Regions from separate parts of the Gossypium hirsutum genome. Here regions 2 and 3 are each linked to region 1. A link is a contact called in public Hi-C data. All regions are on one chromosome and are shown on one strand. The core of a region is the stretch at or near the end of the contact, and the rest is flanking DNA. Distances in the headings are between cores, read along the strand shown.

Region 1 (4,222 bases), core at 1,256-3,755:
CACAGAAACAGGGGATCATGTTACTATTAATGGAATAGTTTATTGGTAAACACCTAAGTTTACCAGCAAATTGAACTGAGTATGAAATACAAGGCATTCTTGTTGATCACACCACCTACTACAGTTATTTTATTGCTTCTTGGCGTGCCTTTGGCAAAAGGCTTCTACCCTTGCCAATCCTTCTTGGAGAAGAGAAGGCTCGATAGCAAACGTAACGCGAAGCCAGTTCTTCAATTCCACTGCTCTCCCTACATCATTCATTCTTTGCTTTTTAGTCTTGCATAGTAACCAACAATTCCTTGGGAAAAAAAGGTACTTATAGGTGTTCATTGACTCACACTAGTCCATGAAACCTACTCATAACCAAAGACTTAAATCTCACTTTCTCAATAAAGAATATTGACAACATAAACCATTCAGATTATTGTATCAGAATTGTTGCAGTTGTTGGAGCATACTTCCGGTTCATTGAAGAGTATCTTTTTTCACTTAATCACAATTGAAGATTCATTTTTGGTTTTCCTTCTTTCCCCCATAGGAAATAAGGACGTTTAGCTTAATTCTATTGGTGAAAAATGATACAGAAACTTCAATCTTACCTGGTAGAATAATGACTGATTCTTCTTTAGCTAACTTGAGACAGAAATCAACATCATCATTAATGTCTTCCAACATTGATAGGTTCAGCTTCACCTGCATTTAAAGCTTACAAATATAAATACTTTTTCAAATTCTTCAGCATACATCATAAACATCAAACCACTCCCTTACCATTACAAACATTGATCCTTCCGGTTTCTTTGGACAAGTTAAGGAAGGTATCTCTTCAATTCTATTGTAGCATATATCAGCACATTCCCTCAGGGTGCTGATAATCTTTGAGAAAAAATCCTCCTTTGTATTCTCAAGGATTTGAGGAATCGCTGCCTGTTTCATAAAACCAAATTACACCAATTTATCCGAAGGATAGGTTAGGAGAATGATTTAGAGTGAAACATTACTGAGCTTTATGGGAAAAATTATAGCACACTTCACTGCCTACAGTACATCTACTGGCTTTTGGCAAGAAAGTGGCAATTGCATTTTTCCAATGCAAGTATGTGTCTTAGCAGAAGTATCTTGATTAACAAACCTGGATAAATGTAGCGGGATCAGAAGAGATATTGAGGAATCCTGTGATCGAATCGGTTACCTGATAAGAGCCAATGAGATCATTAACACAACATGATCCGAACTTCGTATATTTCTACTTTTAAATATGCATTGCCTGTAGCCTCTTTAATTAGGAAAATGTACACCATGTATCTTAAACAAGAGAAAAATAAATTAGGGGCCAACCCCAGATTTTTGAAGAATGCCATCGGGATCACTTGTGACAAGCCACCCTAGGCGCCAACCAGGAACAACCCATCTCTTTGATATAGACCCCATGGTGAGAATAGGCACGGTTAATCCAAACACTCGCATCGGCACATATGGAGTGCTTCCAAATGCGAGATTGTCATAAGCTTCATCAGCAATGACCAAAATCCCAAGCTTTCTTGCTGTCTCTGCAATCTAACTTCCAAAAAGATAACAGTGATCAACATCTTGTTTTGAGAAGAGACAAGAAGTTATACTGAAAATAAAACAAGCTTGTTTAACCTTGTTCAAATGTTCATAGCTGAAGACATTTCCACAAGGGTTGCCTGGATTTATAATAACCATAGCAACAGTGTTCTCATCTGCAAGAGTCTCTACAGCATCAAGATCAACCTCCCAACCTTTTTCAGGAAGAAGATCATAATGACGCATTTCAAGATGGTTATAAGCACACCAAGCTTCATAGAGTGGGAAGCCCGGTCTAGGAAGCAAAATATTGGCACCGGGGCGGGAAAGAATTGATATAACAACTTCTATTCCTTGAGTACATCCATTTGTTAAATAAACATCATCGGGCGATGACTTGTAGGGAAGGTCACGGTTGAGGTAATCTGCAAGTGCCCTGTTGGAATTCGAACCAAACAAAGTTCATGACCGCTCATTCATTCATAAGCAAATTTCAGTCACACCTTAAAAATTATTTTGCAGTTTCTTTTGAAACATGATTAAAAGAGAAAATTTACAATCTAACCTTCTTGCGGGAAGAATACCAACAGTGGTCGCATAACAATTATGCTTAGCCGAACGTAGAGCATCAACGATGGCATCTTCAGCAGCAGGAGTAGTCCTGAAGCTTGGAAAATGAGAGGGGTCGCCATGACCGAGAGGAACGACTGTAAGGCAACTATCTTGGTTGATGTTGCCCATTAATAGGTTGAGATATCCTCGGACGGTGGTGGTGGACGCTGCCTCCAGGCCCTGAGTCCTTTGGAAACCCCATTTCTTTGCTCCACTCTCCATCTTCTTGTTGCTAATGGAGTTTGGACTTTGGAGTTAAGGGTTAGCGGGGCCGTGCGTCTTTAAAAACCCATTATCTACCAATCATTTATCCAACAGAATAAAAATTGGCAATTCGGTACTCAACGGTAATTGCATTTTCCATCATTTAATAATAAAAAAAAAGTAGCATAGTTTTGGTACATAATATCAAAAAGCGAAATGGTTTTATTAAAATTTTCATTCTTTTTTACTATTAAAAATTATTTTAATTAACAAAATAATCAAATAATGATATGATATGCATTAAATTTTTAGGAGAATGACCAATTTATTATTTGATCTAATGTATAAAAATTAAACTATTTATTTTAAGTAGATGAAGTAAAATACAAATTAACTCTTAATATAAAAATTTCCATTATAATTTTATAGATACTCAACAAATTACAATTTGAAATTCTATTAACACCATTTGTTAATTTCTCACCATCTGATAAAATTTTCATCACTGACACTAATAATATATTTCAATTTGTTTCAATTTTAGTTTAGAAATGATTTTTTTTTCAAATTTTATTTATATTCTTATAGGTTAACTAATAATGTTAGTCGAAAAATAAATTTTAAACTTTGATATTATTTTTGAACAAAATGAACTTTCATATTATGAATACTAGGAAACTGTTTTTACATTATTTTTTTATTATTTAAATTAATCTAAATTTAATAATTATTTTCATATTAAAACCCTAAATTCTAGAATTTTTAAGGACTAATTTAAAAAAAATTAAACTCCAATATAAAAACAATTATAAGTTTAAAACTTAACTTCAACATAAAAAAATAAAAAAAAGTTTACGCCTAAAAACTTGAAATTGTCCTATATCCTACGCGAATCACTTGGCTCACACAATATATATATATATATTTAAGGACAAAATATTTGGTATAATGTATACTATAGGCCGGTAGTGCCTATATGTTGCAGCATCCATCCCCGCCCACTCTACTTCATTACAATTTAATTTTGAGTAAATTATAAAAATAGTAACTTTTATTTACTTTAGATTAAATTTTAGTCACTTATACTTGAAATGTTACGTTTTAGTCACTTACGTTATTATTTTGTTACGAAGTGGTCACTCTACATTTAAGTTGGTATTCAATTAAACACAATAAGTTATTAAGCTTGGCATAGTTGGCTAGACATGAAAAACCACATATCAATAAGGTGAGTTTTAACTTGTAAATAAAACATATAATACCACAATCACATATCATGCCAATTCATGTCATTTTGATTAACTAGATCAAAACTTATTCAATCATGGAATGAAACAATTATATACATGCTAATATCATTTCTTCAATACTTTGTTCAAGTTCAAATTCAAATTTTCACAAGTGGATATCAAGATCTTTATGTCTCATTTCAATTTCTCAATTCATGTAATTTATTTTGCCTAATGAACTTTAGTAAATGGACTCGGATACATAAGTATCTCTGATACACCAATTGCTCGTACGAGCTAAAGTTATAATCATGTCAGGTTACTAGTCCAGGCTAAACCTTTATAATGACACATTTGATTGCTTGTCCAAGCTGAAAATATACATGTCAGATTACCCGTTCGAGCTAAACCTTTAAAACAACACCAGGTTACCAATCCAAGCTAAACATATGTTACATGTATCTTCGAGTCCACAACAAATGCTGGATCATGGTAACATATCTAACCAATCTCGTACAAGCGTGCACAAAACCTAATTGGCATACCAATCGTATCCTAACCTTTATTAAGTTCCCACAGGCCTCTTTTTCAATTATAATCAACATTTTACAATTTAGTCCAATTCTTAC
Region 2 (4,222 bases), core at 576-3,075, 220 kb after region 1:
TTTTGTTTTTTGTTTTATTTTAAATATCAGGACCTGTTCTAGGTTAGAACAATCTCTGATCCATGTGTCATCCAAATACACTCTGTCTTTGCATCCAAAACAAATTGACCTGAAGCAAGCATCTGTTTTAGTAAATAAAGTTCGATCACTGTTTTATTTTTAGAGTTCATGGAGTGCAGGTCTTGAGCCTCTGAAAAAATATATATTTTTACCAATATTTTCTAGGAAATTCATCACCTAATCATGGACAACCGAAGTGAAAAAATTACAAAAGTGTAGGGAAACCAAGAGAAGATACAGGCAGAACAACATAAAGCAATCAACCAAAAAAACGCATGGTACTTCGGCTATAAGTAACAAGATCCAGAAAATTACTCCTAATGCATCAACTCTAATATTCATATGACGGAATTCAACAAAATTTACTTACCTCGATAAGTTCCTGTTATGTTCCATGCATGAAATGGACCCAATTCGCTTTCATCTTTTCTAACAAATAGCCACTACAGGATGCATTAAGAATATCAATAAATTTATAGTACCCAAACTGAAGAGTGCAAGGGGTGAAAAACACAAAAAAAATATAGAGCCAATCTACGTATTCTTCAATAACCAAGTGATATAGCTAAAGTAAACAATCTTTTTTTCTAAGAAAGGAGGGGGGGGGGGAGCTTCATACCAAGTTGATGACATTTTTCAAAACATAAAAAGATGGTTCTTTTCTGTCTGTTAAGGAAACTTCAAGCCGGATTGCTATTTAGCTCTCCATTTTGAAAATCTACCTATCAAGATAATCTAATTTCCGGTTTCAACCACATGTGTTCTCTGGACAAGATTGTTAAAATTGCAAATCAAACTTGACATTGCCCACTTCCATTTTGCAGCATTTCATTATACAACAGCAAAAGAATAACCAAACAAAACCTATCAAAGTGCAATGACTAAAGCACTAACTCAGGAAAATTGAAATAAAATTCTAAATTTGACAACTTCAGAAGCACAATAACCAATTATACAACTATGAATTAGGCATCCAGAATCAAAACCCAAATTTTCATCTTTGCTTAAGAGAAAAATAAAATAAAATTTAACTATAATTAACATCAATAAAGAAAAAGCATAGGGAATTAAGAAGTACCAACCTCATCGCCCCATGACCGAGCCCTTTCTCTTATCGGTCTCAATCCCGCCACTGGCTTTAACATAACAAAACCAAACCACAATCCAAAAACAACCCTAAACACAAACCCTAATCTTCTCCTCCTCGAATTCCACAAAAAATCCAAATATTCCCTGGTGATCATATCAAAACCCCGACATCCCATTTCAAAAACAATACTAATTTGCTTTGTCTTAATATAAAATAAAAATATCCAACTTCAATTTCCCAGGAAGGAAGCAAATATGTTTACAGACTGATTTAAGATGATAGATACAAGAAAACGATACAAACCCACTGCACATTAAGGAGAAAGATAATAAGAGATTGCTTCAAGTAGAGTTATGTGAACCAACAAACAACACCCAAAGATCAAACAGTAGAAAATGAGAGCTCAACAAACTAATTCTCTCTCTCTCTCTCTCTCTCTCTCTCTCTCCCCTCCTTCCCTTGTGTTGTATATATAATTCTTATATTGGTTTTAATATAAACAAACAACAAAAAAGATACCCCAAAGAGAACTTTCAGAAATAAAACAGCACACTTAATACAAAATATATATTCAGAAAATACGTGAAGTATACATGAACAAATTTTTAATCTAAAAGGGTTTGGCAAAGTGGTGGTTTGTTGTTGTTGACATGTTTGCTTGAGTTTTGGTAATTAGAAGTCGAGAAAAAGAGTTTCGGCCATCTAGGTTTAGTTTGTAACAATACGCGCTCTTTCAGTGAGTTAGAATCACGTACCAATTAGGGAGAGTCAACTGATGTTTGGTCCTTACCATCTTCGGTGTATTAAAGTTATCTTAATCTTTATTAGTTAGAGGCTTAGACATGAGAACAACTAAATTATATGATTCGTTTCTATTATTATAATCTTTTCTATGTACCAAAATAAAGGAATATATCATTTACTTAATATTAAGTTGGTATTATATAATTAGGAAATTATCAGAAAAAACCCCTTTCTCCAACAAAGTAAAATTACTATTGTGAGAATATTTATATTTTTATATGTTGATAAATTTAAAAAATTAGATAAACATCATAGAATTTAAACTAAATCATCAATTTTTTTATTTAAATTAAAATCATAATTTAATCTATATTACTAATGAATCTCTTGAGTTGGGTGTCACAAATCAATTGAACACTTATTAAATTAAAAAAATTTTAAAAAATACTTTTAGATATTTAAAACAACTTATATTATTCCACAATATTTTAATCTTTTTAATTTAAAAAAATAAAAAAATATGTATATGGTGGAATTTAAACTCATATGAATTACATTTTAAAAACTCTAAACTTAGCACTCAACCAAGTCTTTATTTTAATTTTTTTCATACATTTTAATTTTGTCATGTATATTTTATTACCTTAACAATTTTATATATCAATAATGTTGTTGATTGAGATAGTATCACAAATTAATTCGACATCAACTTGAAATTAATGACAACACTATGATAAATAATTATATTCATTTAATATTCTTAATATAATATATTTATGTATTTAAATTTTATTTTATTTATAATTTAATTTAATTTTTTTAATTTTAATATCATACATATTTTTAGTATTATTAATTAATAATACTTTTAGCCGCCAACCTAATACTCTTCTAACCGTTGGTTCACATCGAAAAAATTAGAAATTTGTGTGTTAATTCACCAAAAAAATTAAATGAAAAAGGCAGTCAACGTTAAAACGATTGGAAAGGTAATTTAGATTAGTATCCTATCTATTTAATTGTTTTTACCAAACTTTAACTTCATTGACAAAATTAAGAAATTGGGTGGTGAAAAAATTAATTAAATTTTAATTTAATAAAAGAGAATAAGAAATTTTGAAATCTTAAATTGAAATTTCAAAATATATATTTTTTAAAATAGTTTTTATTATCAATCATAATAATCGATTTTCTTTGTACGTTTTCTGATAAATATTTTATTTGTAGAAAGTCCTTAGCCCCAAACGTATACGTAGAAAAATAGAAAGAAAAAAATCACAGGCACGCAACGCAACTTCAATTTTTCAACTCTCAGTTTTTACTGTTTTAACTTTTTTGCTGTTGATGATGTTCTCAAAATACTATTAATTTTTTATTTAAAAGTTAAACAGGGTATTTCTAGTTTTAGCTAAGGATGTAATTGAATTTTAGTTAAATTATATTTGAAAATTAATTTTTGTATTTGAGTTCGACTCAATAATTAAGTTTAATGTTAATAATATATATTAAAAGTAATAACATAATTTAATAATATAAAAATATAAAAAGCTCAATAAGACTCGAAAGCTTTTTGAGTCATTATTACTAAGCTCGAATTCAACTTGATCAATAGCTCGAATTGTTCAAGCTTGATAAAGCTCGGTAATTACTGAACTATGCTAAAATTCTTTTGAATCAAACTCGAGTAGCTCACGACTACTAGTGTCTCATTTACACCCTTATATCTAGGCATTGTATAAAAAAATTCTCACTCTTTACGATGTTTTATAAAAAAAATAAAAATAAAGGTTAATATACTAATTGGTACTTGAGATTAATTTTAATGTTCAATTTAATATTTGTTTTTTTTCTAATTTAGCACTAAGTTTGGTTTTAATGTTCAAATTAAAGGCTAATATATTATTTGGTACTTAAGGTCAATTTCAATGTTTAATTTGATATTTGAGTTTTTTTCCAATTTGTTACTCAAATTTGGCTTTAATGTTCTAATTGGTACTTAATTTTTTTTTTTTTTGCTTTAAGTAAGCACTTGAGTTTGACTTCAATGTTCAATTTAATACTTGAATTTATTTTTTTGATACTAGTATCCATGTTATTTTTACTAGAGCAATTGTCTAATATTCACTGGGACAAATGATTTCATTTAGTATGGACACCAAATTGAATTTTGAGACTAAACTCGAATATCGAATTGAGACAAAAATCTCAAGTACCAAATTAAACATTAATAACATATTTAGTTACCAAAAGATATATTTACACAAAGATTAATAATAGATATATTAAAAATAAAGGTAAACTACACCCAAGGTCACTCAACTTTAGTAA
Region 3 (4,222 bases), core at 759-3,258, 150 kb after region 1:
CTTTAGTCACTCTTTTGTTAGTTACCATTAGAAGAATAACGAAAAGCTGACACGAGTCTTTTTTTATTGACCTAATAACAAATTTAGGCCACCAATGGTTACACATTTTATTAATTTGATCCTAAATCTAAAATATTCAACAAATTTAGCCCTTAATGTTTACAAAAGTTTTTCATTTTAGTTCAAATTCTAAAAGTTCAATAAATTTAATCCTCAACATTTACAAAATTTGTCAATTTAGTTATAAATTTATTTTTCTTTAAAAAAGAGAGGAAAAATATTTAAAATATTTTTATTTTTTAAAATATTCCTTGATGTACCTCCAAAACCCACTAAATAAGAAGAGTATTTAACACCATTCGAATTATGCTCCTTTTAAACTAATGCCACCTTCGTGAGTAAGGTAAAAAAATCAAGTTGGCTTAAATCCAACTAAGTGCCATATTTTAAATTAATAACATATTATTTAATTAAATTCCTCTAAAAAAATAACAATTTTTTGAACTATTAAAAAATTGTTTTGAATTTTTTCTTATCTTAAAAATATATAAAGAGTTAATTTTCGAGTAGAGAAAACTATGCAATGTGAAATCTTTCATGAAATAAAAACCTTAAAAAGCTTTTCTTCACCTTATTTCTTTCCGACTTGGACATGTTATCAATAACTTCCAAACGTAGGTAGTCTAACGACCAAAGTCCTAGAAAATCTAGTTCAAAAATTGATAATATAAGCTAAACTGAATCAAGGGACATACCTTTGTCAGTTCTATGTCCCATGGAGATGTAAAACTTCATCTCTCTAATCAATCTATTCCATGCTCATTTCTTTTTGAATCATTTGACATATATATATATATTTATATTTTTTATTTATAATACGACCAAATTTGAAGAATATGTTAATTTTTATAATTAGGCCAAAACGTCCTAAAGGCCTAATTAAAAAAATAGTATATTCATCAAATTTAGCCTTATAATACATATATTTTGGTTTTTTATTTATAATTTCTTTATGATTTTTAGATTTTTAAATTATTTTTATAAATTTCATCAAAAAATAATTTTAAAATATTTTTCCTTTTTAAACTTTTAGAATTAGAACTAAAATGACAAATTATTCTAAATGTTAAGGACTAAATTTATAGAATTTTTTCAAATTAGAATTAAAATGACTAATTTTATAAATATGCAGAGCTAAATTTGTTTTAAAAGTTGGATAATTTGGTAATTTTTCAATAGAGTTATTAGTGATATCAATTCAATTAAAAAAGTTAAATAATAGAACCCTATTTTATGACCTAATGGTCAAGGATATTCATCGTCCCAGGTGTGATCTGAGTTCGAATCACGTTAGTTGCATTAGTTGTTCTGGTTTTACTCTATTATTGTAATTCAAAAAAAAAGTTAAATAATAATATAAATATATTAAAAAATATATGTATAATAGAAAATCCATTGCAAGGCTTAAAACACTAGTTAATTAAACAAAAGAAAATCTTTCCTCCACTAAATTAATTAAGACTTATTTTTGGGAAGGTTTAATGGACTTGGACAAACACTAACCTTTTAACTTTTAAACCCCAAATTTAACTTAACTTGACCCATTTTGATTTTTTTTCCCAATGGAAACTCATTTTTAAACTTTATAATTTATTATTTTTTCAAAATATATATTATATTTTTAATAATATAATAAGTAAATATATAACGCTATAATATAAATATTAAATATATATTTAAAATTTTTAATAAAAGTATATATAATTATTAAATATAAAATACTAAATGGATTTAGATTAAGTATTTATAAATTTTGATTGAAGGAGTCAATGTACTTTAACTGACCCTCGTACAAGTGTAGGGACAAAATGAAGTAAATTTTGTTACGGAACCAAAACGGCACACTTTATACAGGTCAGGACTCAGGAGAGCGTGGGAAATAGCCGTTAGAAAGGCACCTCATCTCTTACTCACCAAATTGACACAAATTTGACCGTTACAACACCTTCCCCAAATTAAAAAAAAAAAAAACAAAAAACAAAAAATCGACCGTTGCAGTTCCTCATGTTTAACTCCAATCTGCAATCATCCGCACTTATTGCCAGTAATGCGGATCTTCTAAGAATCTAAGAAGGAAGCGAAATATCTAGAGACTTTCCGATAATAACTCGCTCCCGACCCCCTTAAACCCTGGAAGATTGAATCTCTCTGTTTTGCATCTGATGGATGACTCGAGTGAGGCAACGGCAAGGATGATCGACGAGATATACGAGTTCTCAGCGCCGCGTTTCTTTGATTTCATCAAAGGAGAGTCGGAAGAAGAAACGCGTGAAGCCGAGCTCTGGTTTGAAACCGCCTTAAGCTACGCCCCTTCTCGTATGTTCTTTCTCTTTCTCCTTCCTGTTTCTTTCTTATTTTGTGAATCAACTGATCCTCACTCTTTAAAGATTGTATTCTTTGAATCATTATTTTCTCTGTAACTGATTCATTTTGGTAGATGGCTCTTAATTTTCTTGGAGTTTTGTCTAGATAGATTTTAATTGTTAATAGACTCCTAGGTTTGATCCACTAATCCTTTGTGTCTCTGTTTACTTAGATTTGATAGGAAAAGGAATATACATTAATTATCCTTAAAACTGCCTTTGTTCTACTCAAAATTATTGGAATGAATTTAGGATAATGGAATTGGTTAATTCTCATTTGAACTGTAAATCAAATCAAGTTACATTTTGGTCCCATATTTTCCGTAATCAAGCCAACCTTTTGCTTTTATCTTATGGAGATTTCATTTCTTTTTGGTTTTTCCCCATAATGCAGCTTGTATGGTTAAAATTAAGGCCCATAATCGATCCGTTCATGTTGAGAGTCTCTGCAATTTCAGTGAAGAAGATCAAATTCAAAAGGTGGGAATTTCTTTAAATATCTTCTAAAGCAATTTCTCTCATTTTGAATTTGGTCATTATGAATATAATTTTGCTGCAGGCCTCGGAAGCTTCAGATGAAGCAGTTCCTAATCCCAATGGCGCAGAAGACAAGCCTCAAACCGAGCCTGATAAAGTAAAGGAAGCAGCTCCTAATCCTAATGGCTTAGAGGACAAGCCTCAAACTGTGCTTGTACCGGATAAAGTAAAAGAAGAAGTCAAACCCTCTGAGGCAAATGTTGAAAACAATCAAATTGTCAATGAGGTGATTAGTGGACTTATTTTCATCCGTTCTTGTTATTGATTAATTCTTCTGTTTTCTCATGATTTTAAACTGTATTTCAGAGTCCTAATCATAAAGGTAAGGAGCAAGTAGAGATTCTATGTGCTCAAGAGAAAGAAAGGTTTGTTCTTTGGGTTTTGAAAATTTTGTAAATAGTATCTGAGTTCTATTATGAATACTTTGGTTCTTATCCTTGTATATTTGCTTCCTTTCTGTTAAATATTCAGTGTCCTGACTGAAAAAGGACGTTCAAATGTAACTGGTGACAAGGAGAAAGCCGAATCTTCTGTGCAAGTAGAAACCGAAGCTTGCACTCCTAAACCATTGATGAATTCTCAGAAAAAACTGGTGAGTGACAAGAAGCACCAGACAGCTAAAAAGATAGCTAGTATGATAAGGAATCCATCATCAGTGTTGAAGCCGAAAAAAGGCAGTGCTGGAACTCCTAATTTGGCTCTAGAGAACCAAGCCATTAAACGTCAGAAACTAGATGGAGGGAGGTCTAGACAGGTGCTTATGTTCTCTTGCTTTTGGCATGTTAAGTTTTTAGCTACTGTTCTTTTGTAACTTATATCTGACGTTGTCTCTTCGTTGCTTCCCTCTATACTCTAGATCCTAAACGTAAAATCCCACCACTTGCCCCACAAGTCGAAACTCGGTCTTATCAGTGGTAGTTCCAACTTGTGCTCTTCTACGGATAAAACTTCTAACAAATTGGAAAGAAAGGTTTGATTGATGTTAATCTGCGCATCCTTCCTTGCATATTTTCACTAAGAACTGTGAACCAATATTAAAAGTTTGTTTCCCTTGAAGGTTTATGTTCGAGAACCAGCAGCACCATTCGTCTCAATGGCCGAAATGATGAAGAAATTCCAATCGAGTACCAGAGATTTATCACTTCCTAACAGTTTTCCTTCAAATGTAAATAATTGAATCACATAACTTCTTGTGTTCTTTGTTCTTTCACAAAATTGCTTCCAATTCATCAAGATCATGCTACTCCTGTGCAGATTAAGCC

Evidence for each region. A called contact is a pair of places that touch in the nucleus more often than the background predicts.
Region 2: a contact with region 1 is called in a Hi-C map of leaf, with 1.8 times the contacts expected there. The contact joins the promoter of LOC107886787 here to the promoter of LOC107886792 in region 1. A contact is called at or near these places in 6 of 34 Hi-C or Micro-C datasets (callus and leaf).
Region 3: a Hi-C map of leaf shows a contact between it and region 1, with 2.2 times the contacts expected there. The contact joins the promoter of LOC107886788 here to the promoter of LOC107886792 in region 1. A contact is called at or near these places in 2 of 34 Hi-C or Micro-C datasets (both in leaf).

Annotation. Positions count from the first base shown.
Region 1 is chrA03:105,286,501-105,290,722 of Gossypium_hirsutum_v2.1, forward strand. It overlaps LOC107886792 (nicotianamine aminotransferase 1), which reads right to left and starts at 2,506. Exons shown (of 7, transcript XM_016810858.2): 1 at 2,114-2,506; 2 at 1,645-1,984; 3 at 1,339-1,557; 4 at 1,133-1,192; 5 at 772-927; 6 at 600-693; 7 at 1-248. The coding sequence starts at 2,382. The coding sequence ends at 130.
Region 2 is chrA03:105,503,743-105,507,964 of Gossypium_hirsutum_v2.1, forward strand. LOC107886787 (transmembrane E3 ubiquitin-protein ligase FLY2) reads right to left here and starts at 1,826. Exons shown (of 15, transcript XM_016810850.2): 1 at 1,143-1,826; 2 at 431-503. The coding sequence starts at 1,325.
Region 3 is chrA03:105,440,783-105,445,004 of Gossypium_hirsutum_v2.1, forward strand. LOC107886788 (protein TPX2) reads left to right here and starts at 2,009. Exons shown (of 20, transcript XM_016810851.2): 1 at 2,009-2,376; 2 at 2,818-2,903; 3 at 2,983-3,186; 4 at 3,267-3,325; 5 at 3,432-3,714; 6 at 3,817-3,930; 7 at 4,018-4,125; 8 at 4,215-4,222. The coding sequence starts at 2,223.